Linked DNA regions of Mus musculus: region 1 is linked to region 2. The links are chromatin contacts, called in public Hi-C maps. All regions are on one chromosome and are shown on one strand. Each heading gives the region's core, a stretch centred on a gene start, on an enhancer-like site or on the middle of the called end of the contact. The rest is flanking DNA. Distances are from core to core; before and after follow the strand shown.

What was found. Hi-C and Micro-C count contacts between places; a contact is called where the count stands out from the background.
Region 1: a contact with region 2 is called in a Hi-C map of cerebral cortex, with 4 times the contacts expected there. The contact joins the promoter of Tbk1 here to the enhancer-like site in region 2. A contact is called at or near these places in 1 of 15 datasets of contacts at CTCF or cohesin (CD8 T cells), 16 of 484 Hi-C or Micro-C datasets (the HL-1 cell line, the N1E-115 cell line, bone marrow-derived macrophages and 11 more), 8 of 115 datasets of contacts at active chromatin or transcription factors (the 230-238 cell line, CD8 T cells, the SCID.adh cell line and 3 more) and 1 of 9 other capture datasets (adipose tissue).

Annotation. Positions count from the first base shown.
Region 1 is chr10:121,585,512-121,588,211 of GRCm38.p6, reverse strand. Tbk1 (TANK-binding kinase 1) reads left to right here and starts at 1,418. Exons shown (of 21, transcript NM_019786.4): 1 at 1,418-1,517. It overlaps Xpot (exportin, tRNA (nuclear export receptor for tRNAs)), which reads left to right. Exons shown (of 25, transcript NM_001081056.2): 25 at 1-832.
Region 2 is chr10:121,532,029-121,534,728 of GRCm38.p6, reverse strand. No RefSeq gene overlaps it. Among named protein-coding and RNA genes, the nearest start is that of Gm35696, 23 kb to the right of the region's middle. Within about 2 kb of position 1,433, at least 27 of the 459 cell types and tissues checked have an H3K27ac peak or open chromatin away from gene starts, as enhancers often do. A contact at or near this core is called in cerebral cortex and muscle stem cells, where this site is marked.

The DNA of each region.
Region 1 (2,700 bases), core at 169-2,668, 53 kb before region 2:
GTGTAGCAGAGCACAGCAGTTACGAGCTTGTATAACGAGGACTCTGGATCCAGATTTAAGTAGATTCAAACACCACTTAACACCAGTAACCGATTTTAGGACCTTGAGCAAGTTAAATAACTTCTTCCTGCCTTGGTTTCCCCGTCAGAAATGGGGAACAGTGGTAGCTACCTCATAACTTGTAAAGAATCCAATGAATTAAAACACAGGTCTCAGTATTAGCTTGTATTACTGTACTATCGAGTCCATACACGGCTCTCTAAAGCCCTACAGAGGGTTCATGTGTTTAGACCTGAGAAATCAGGACATGGAAATCAGAGCATATACATAAGGAACTTAATTTTAATGTAATCATGTCTAATGATCCTCATCTTCATTCCTTGAGATTACCCAAGTACCGTCATGACCAAGAAGCCTTTCCGTCATTGAGTACCTGATTTTTAAAAGCAAGCACCCAAATAATTCTCTCTAGGGAATCTCATTTGTTACAGGTGAGAAGACAGAGGGTTTTATGGTGCCTGAGTTAGTCCTGTGCCTAACCAGTGGAGTTTCCGTCTCTGTGCTTGCTAATAGTTTCACAAGTGGCTTGACTTTTTTAGAAGTATTATGTGGTATTTTACTGTGTATCACTTCTGTGGTAAACATGTGAAGTCCTTTGGCTTAGTCATACTTCATAACTTTTGAACGTTGGGTTTTTTGTTGGAAGAAACTTGGATGAATCTGTCATGTCATTAACAGAACTGAAATATTCTATTGTAAGACGTGCATTTGCGGTTAGAATGGTCTTGTTGCCTAAACTGTCTAAAATTCTAATAAAATAACTTTCTAAGAAGTCATTGGAGTGGGCCTTTTAAAATCTCCATTTTGAGTTTGATGAAAACGGATTAGAAGTGGGCAGAGATTCAGCTTCAGCCCCCTGTTTCAGTCAACGCCTCTGCCAGCCCTTAACCACTCCCGGCTCCCGTCCTCGGAGATCTGCTCGCCCTCGGTCTGGAGGGTGCCTTAGGTAGAAAGAGGAATTTGGTGCATCGTGCTTCCTTGGAAGCAAATCCTTGTAAGGAATGCCTGCTTGAGCAGGACCTGATCATACAGCAGTTTACCTCTTAAGTTGTCAAGTTCAAGTCTCCAGTGTTACCATTTTCAAAAACAGAAACTGAAAGCGACTTAAAGAGTACTGATGGCATGAACGGATACTTGCTTCACGCAGCAGCCAAGCGACGTTGAAACACAAACCCGCCCCATCTACTCTGCGAAAGCGATCGGCGGCCAGCCCGCTGTCCACGGGTGGCCGTGGGCGTCACCTCCTTGCCGCACGCCGGCCGCCCCGCACTCCCTTAGCTCCTCCCGCCCGCACTGGAGACTGCAGCCCAGCGAGCTCGGCCGCCGCGGAGTACGCACGCGCAGGCGCGCCCCGCACTCGGTCACGTGCTCCGTGGCCCGGGCTGGCGAAGCCGGAAGTAGCCTGGGGCGCGAGAAGGCCCGGGAGCCGCGGGCTGTACGCGGCGGACACTCGCGGGGTAAGAGGGGCGGGCGGAGGCCGGTGGGGGCGGACGGGGCCGGAGGGGCCGGGCGGGGGCGCGCCCAGGGGTCGGGGAGGCGGCGTGCTGAGTCAGCGCGGGGCCGCGGCCCCGGGAGCCCCGCAGCCTCGCGCTCGCCCGGGATGGGCCCTGGCGGCCGCCCGGGCACCGGGGCTGCCCTGGCCGGAGTTGACTCGCCGCTCCCACCCTTGGTCCAGCTGCCGCCGCCGGCAGTTTTTAGACGGACTGGCGTTCCCGAGGGTTGACTCACCCGAGGATACCGGCACCAGACGTTTTTAATGTACACAGCGAAATGCAAACCCCCCTGTCTTCTCGTTCCTCCCCGACCTGCTGGATTTATTTCCCGGATCCATTCCCCTGGTGTTTTCTGTCAGGCGTCCCAAGACGGATTCTCCCCCGAGAACTGTCAAAACCCGACCTTTCCCATTCCGGGACCTCTGCTATCTACGGAGTAAATGGGTGACATAGAGGGAGAGTTGGGAAATCCTGGAACTTTTGTCCCTACACCATGTCACCAGACCTGTTTTATCCTCGGTAACTTTCGCTTTAAGCAATCAAAGGAAGTAGACTGCCTACAGAATCACAGATAACTTACTTGTTGAATGCCAGATAATACACTTGTCAGGATTTGGGGAGATTTACATAGCAAGCATCCGTTGGGTGTGCTGAGTCATGTTTTAGTCCCGAGGGGGTTCCTGGAAAAGTTTCAGACCATTACTATTGCGGACCCATCTTTTTATATTGGTATAGAGAGAGAGCTTATCTTATATATCTTAGCTGATAAATATGTTTTCAGCTACCCACTAGAGACATATGCGCACTTGGTGATGAATCTGTCCTTTACAGTTATTTAACAGCAGTGCAGCATCAATTAGGGAAGGTTTCCCGTTACATATTTGGGTTTATCGCCCCTTGAATGGAGCGTACGTAGTTAAGTGGTAAGTGCATTTGTTGTTTTCGAAAAGGGTTCCTTTTTTGCTTACTTCAAATAGACAGATGGCTGTACAATTTCTTATCTAAATTACATAGGTGATAAAATTCTAAGTATAAGTACTGTGTAAGAGATTGTCGAACCTTGGACTCTTGGGCATTTCCCAGGACCCTAACTTGGAAGATCAGAGTTCTAGCTTACTGGAAATGGACTTGCTATCTGACCTCACAA
Region 2 (2,700 bases), core at 184-2,683:
TGCCGACTACCGATGGCGAAAAGGACCAGCCCTTCTCTGCTGACCTGCCTTTCTGCGTTTGAAGTCAGTTGAGCAATGTGTGTGGACTGCCTTCTGTGTTCTCTGGTCTCCTCCGGGATGTGTTGTTGTTGTGGGGGTTGGTTGGTTGGTTTGGGTTTGTTGTTATGGCCGGCAACATGTAGCCCGGGCTGGTTCTGAATTCCACTGTGTAAGCTGAGCGTGGTCTTGAACTCATGACCCTTTCTCCTCAGCCTCCCGGGTGCTAGTTACAGGCTGGTGACAACATACTGCGTTTGAAGAGTGCTCTTTATGTTTTTACTGTGTTAAAGTGTATATAACGCAAGATTTGCCCTCCTTTTTAGAGACAGAGACGGAGAGAGAGTGTGTCTGTGTATCCCCGGCTGACCTCAGATGAAATCCTTCATTCTAAAGGCTGGAATTACACATTTTAACCATTTAAGATACAGGACTTGGTGACATGAATCACATTAACATGGTGGTGCTATTGTCAATTACTATTTTTCCCAGAATGAACGTTTTTGTGGTTTTTTTTAAACCACATTTTTGTTTTCTGGAAAGAACAAAAACAAAACTTTGGAATTTTAAGCGGGTATGGTGGCGCACGCCTTTAATCCCAGCACTTGGGAGGCAGAGGCAGGCAGATTTCTGAGTTCGAGGCCAACCTGGTCTACAAAGTGAGTTCCAGGACAGCCAGAGCTATACAGAGAAACCCTGTCTCGAAAAACCAAAACAAAAACAAAAAAACCTTTGGAATGTTGAATGCCACTCCCTAATTTTCTAGTTTTGTTTCGAAAGAAATTGTTGTGGCTGAAAAACAGCTTAGTGGTAGATAATTTGCCTAACACATGTAAGACCTACGTTCAGTTCCCAGAACCGCAAAAAAAATTAAGAAAGATAGACTACTGTCAGCTGCTGGTTTCTGGCGACTTGATGGTTCGCCTGCCCTCCACGCAGAGATGTGTTAAGGGCTCTCAGAGGTCCCCTAGAAGCATCACTCATCTCATAGAGGTGACAACCGAGGCCGGGGAGATCACGCTGCCGCTGAGTGACAGAGCCAGCTGAGAGAAAAAGAACTGCTATTTTTGTGCGGTTGGGGGATTTGACCAAATCCTGGCAGCGTCACTCTGCTGATCGGACTTCGGTAAAAATCCGCTTTCCTCACTTCAGAACACCAGAGAAGCGTCCTTGCGGGGGTGGGGGGTGGGGGGAGGGAAGAGTAACCAAGGGATAAAAGTGGTGGCCAGCAGAAGGCGGAGCTCAGGGGTAGAAAAGCACATTTCCCGGTAGGATTTCTCACCTACCCAGGCTGCGCTGCTCCGGGGATGCTGAGCCAGGACGCGCCCAGCGGCGCCCTCCTCTGGCGCGGATTGCAGACTGCGTCTGGGACTAAAACCCTGCACGCTTGAGCCTGGCTGGAGCTCCTTTAGGCAGCCTCTCCTCCCGTCTCAGTTCTTGACTATCACTACAGTGTTCCCCTCCTCCGACCCCGAGAACCTGCATCTAATTAATCACGTGATGTAGGGAGTTCCTAGCATACTTAGAAGTATCTAGAAACTAGTACCCCAGTCAGTCAGCCGGGTTTCATTAGACTCCATTAAAATCAGTGGTTCACCCTCGCCGGGCGCATCCCATGATAAGCTACGAATGCATTTTCCACGTCTATTAATAATTCGGTCAGGAAATGGTGCAGCCCTTAAGAGTATTCCAGCGCACTATAGTTCGGATCCCAGCACCCACCCCAGGCAGCTCACAAGTGCTTGTAACTCATCTCCAAAAGATCCAACCAACCACCCATTCTGGCCTCCATGACTGCAGATGGAGCTCAGGTGTAGGCGGGGCTTGTCTAGCCTCTAGCGTGTACAAGGCTCAGTGAGTTCAATCTGGGGCACCATAAAGATAAAGATAACCTGAGTCCGATGGGCACTATCATCTCCCTCAATTTACAGAAGAAATGCAGAAACCGAGGGGGTTTTATAAAGTTGCCGAACATCCAGCTGAGTCCGAGGCTCTCTTAACTAGTCGTATGTACTAGGCACCTCTAACCAACCCAAGAGTCTCTCGTCCTTTTCCAGTGTAGTTTATGGACCAGACACAGGTACGAAAGTAGGAACGGTGCTGAAATGAGTTGGCTGGGCATGCTGGTGGCCTGTTAGAAAAATACACGGAGCCCTGACTGGATTGAGGCCGGGCCCCTGCCTGGTAGGCTCTGAGTAAGGCTGACTGGCTCAGCCTGTCATCCTCAGCTGTCTCTCCGTGCTACACAGCAGGGCTGGGCTCAGCTCAGAGATGGGGACTGCGATTTATAAGCTCTCGGATAAAATCAACTTTCAGGTGAAGAAAACCCACAGACCGGGTAAGCCTTCCGCTCAGGTCAGATGTCTGAGGGCCCCAGGGATGCTGGGAGGGATTGGGGACCCACTTGGAATCAATTGCTTATGCTTTTGATGTTGCAGGACCCAGCTGGTTCTGAGGGGTCAGGGATGAACACTTCAGGCAGGCCCTCTGTTTGCGTTTCTCGCCATCGGAGTACATTTGTAAGCAGTTCCCTAGGAAGTTCTGTTTTTTTTGTAGGCAAATGTGCTTTCTTTCAAATGTAGCATGAGTTGAACAAAGAAAGGATGGCAAACCACAGTTTACGGGACAGCTCGGAAGGTCTGATTCTCGGTGACAGATGGAACA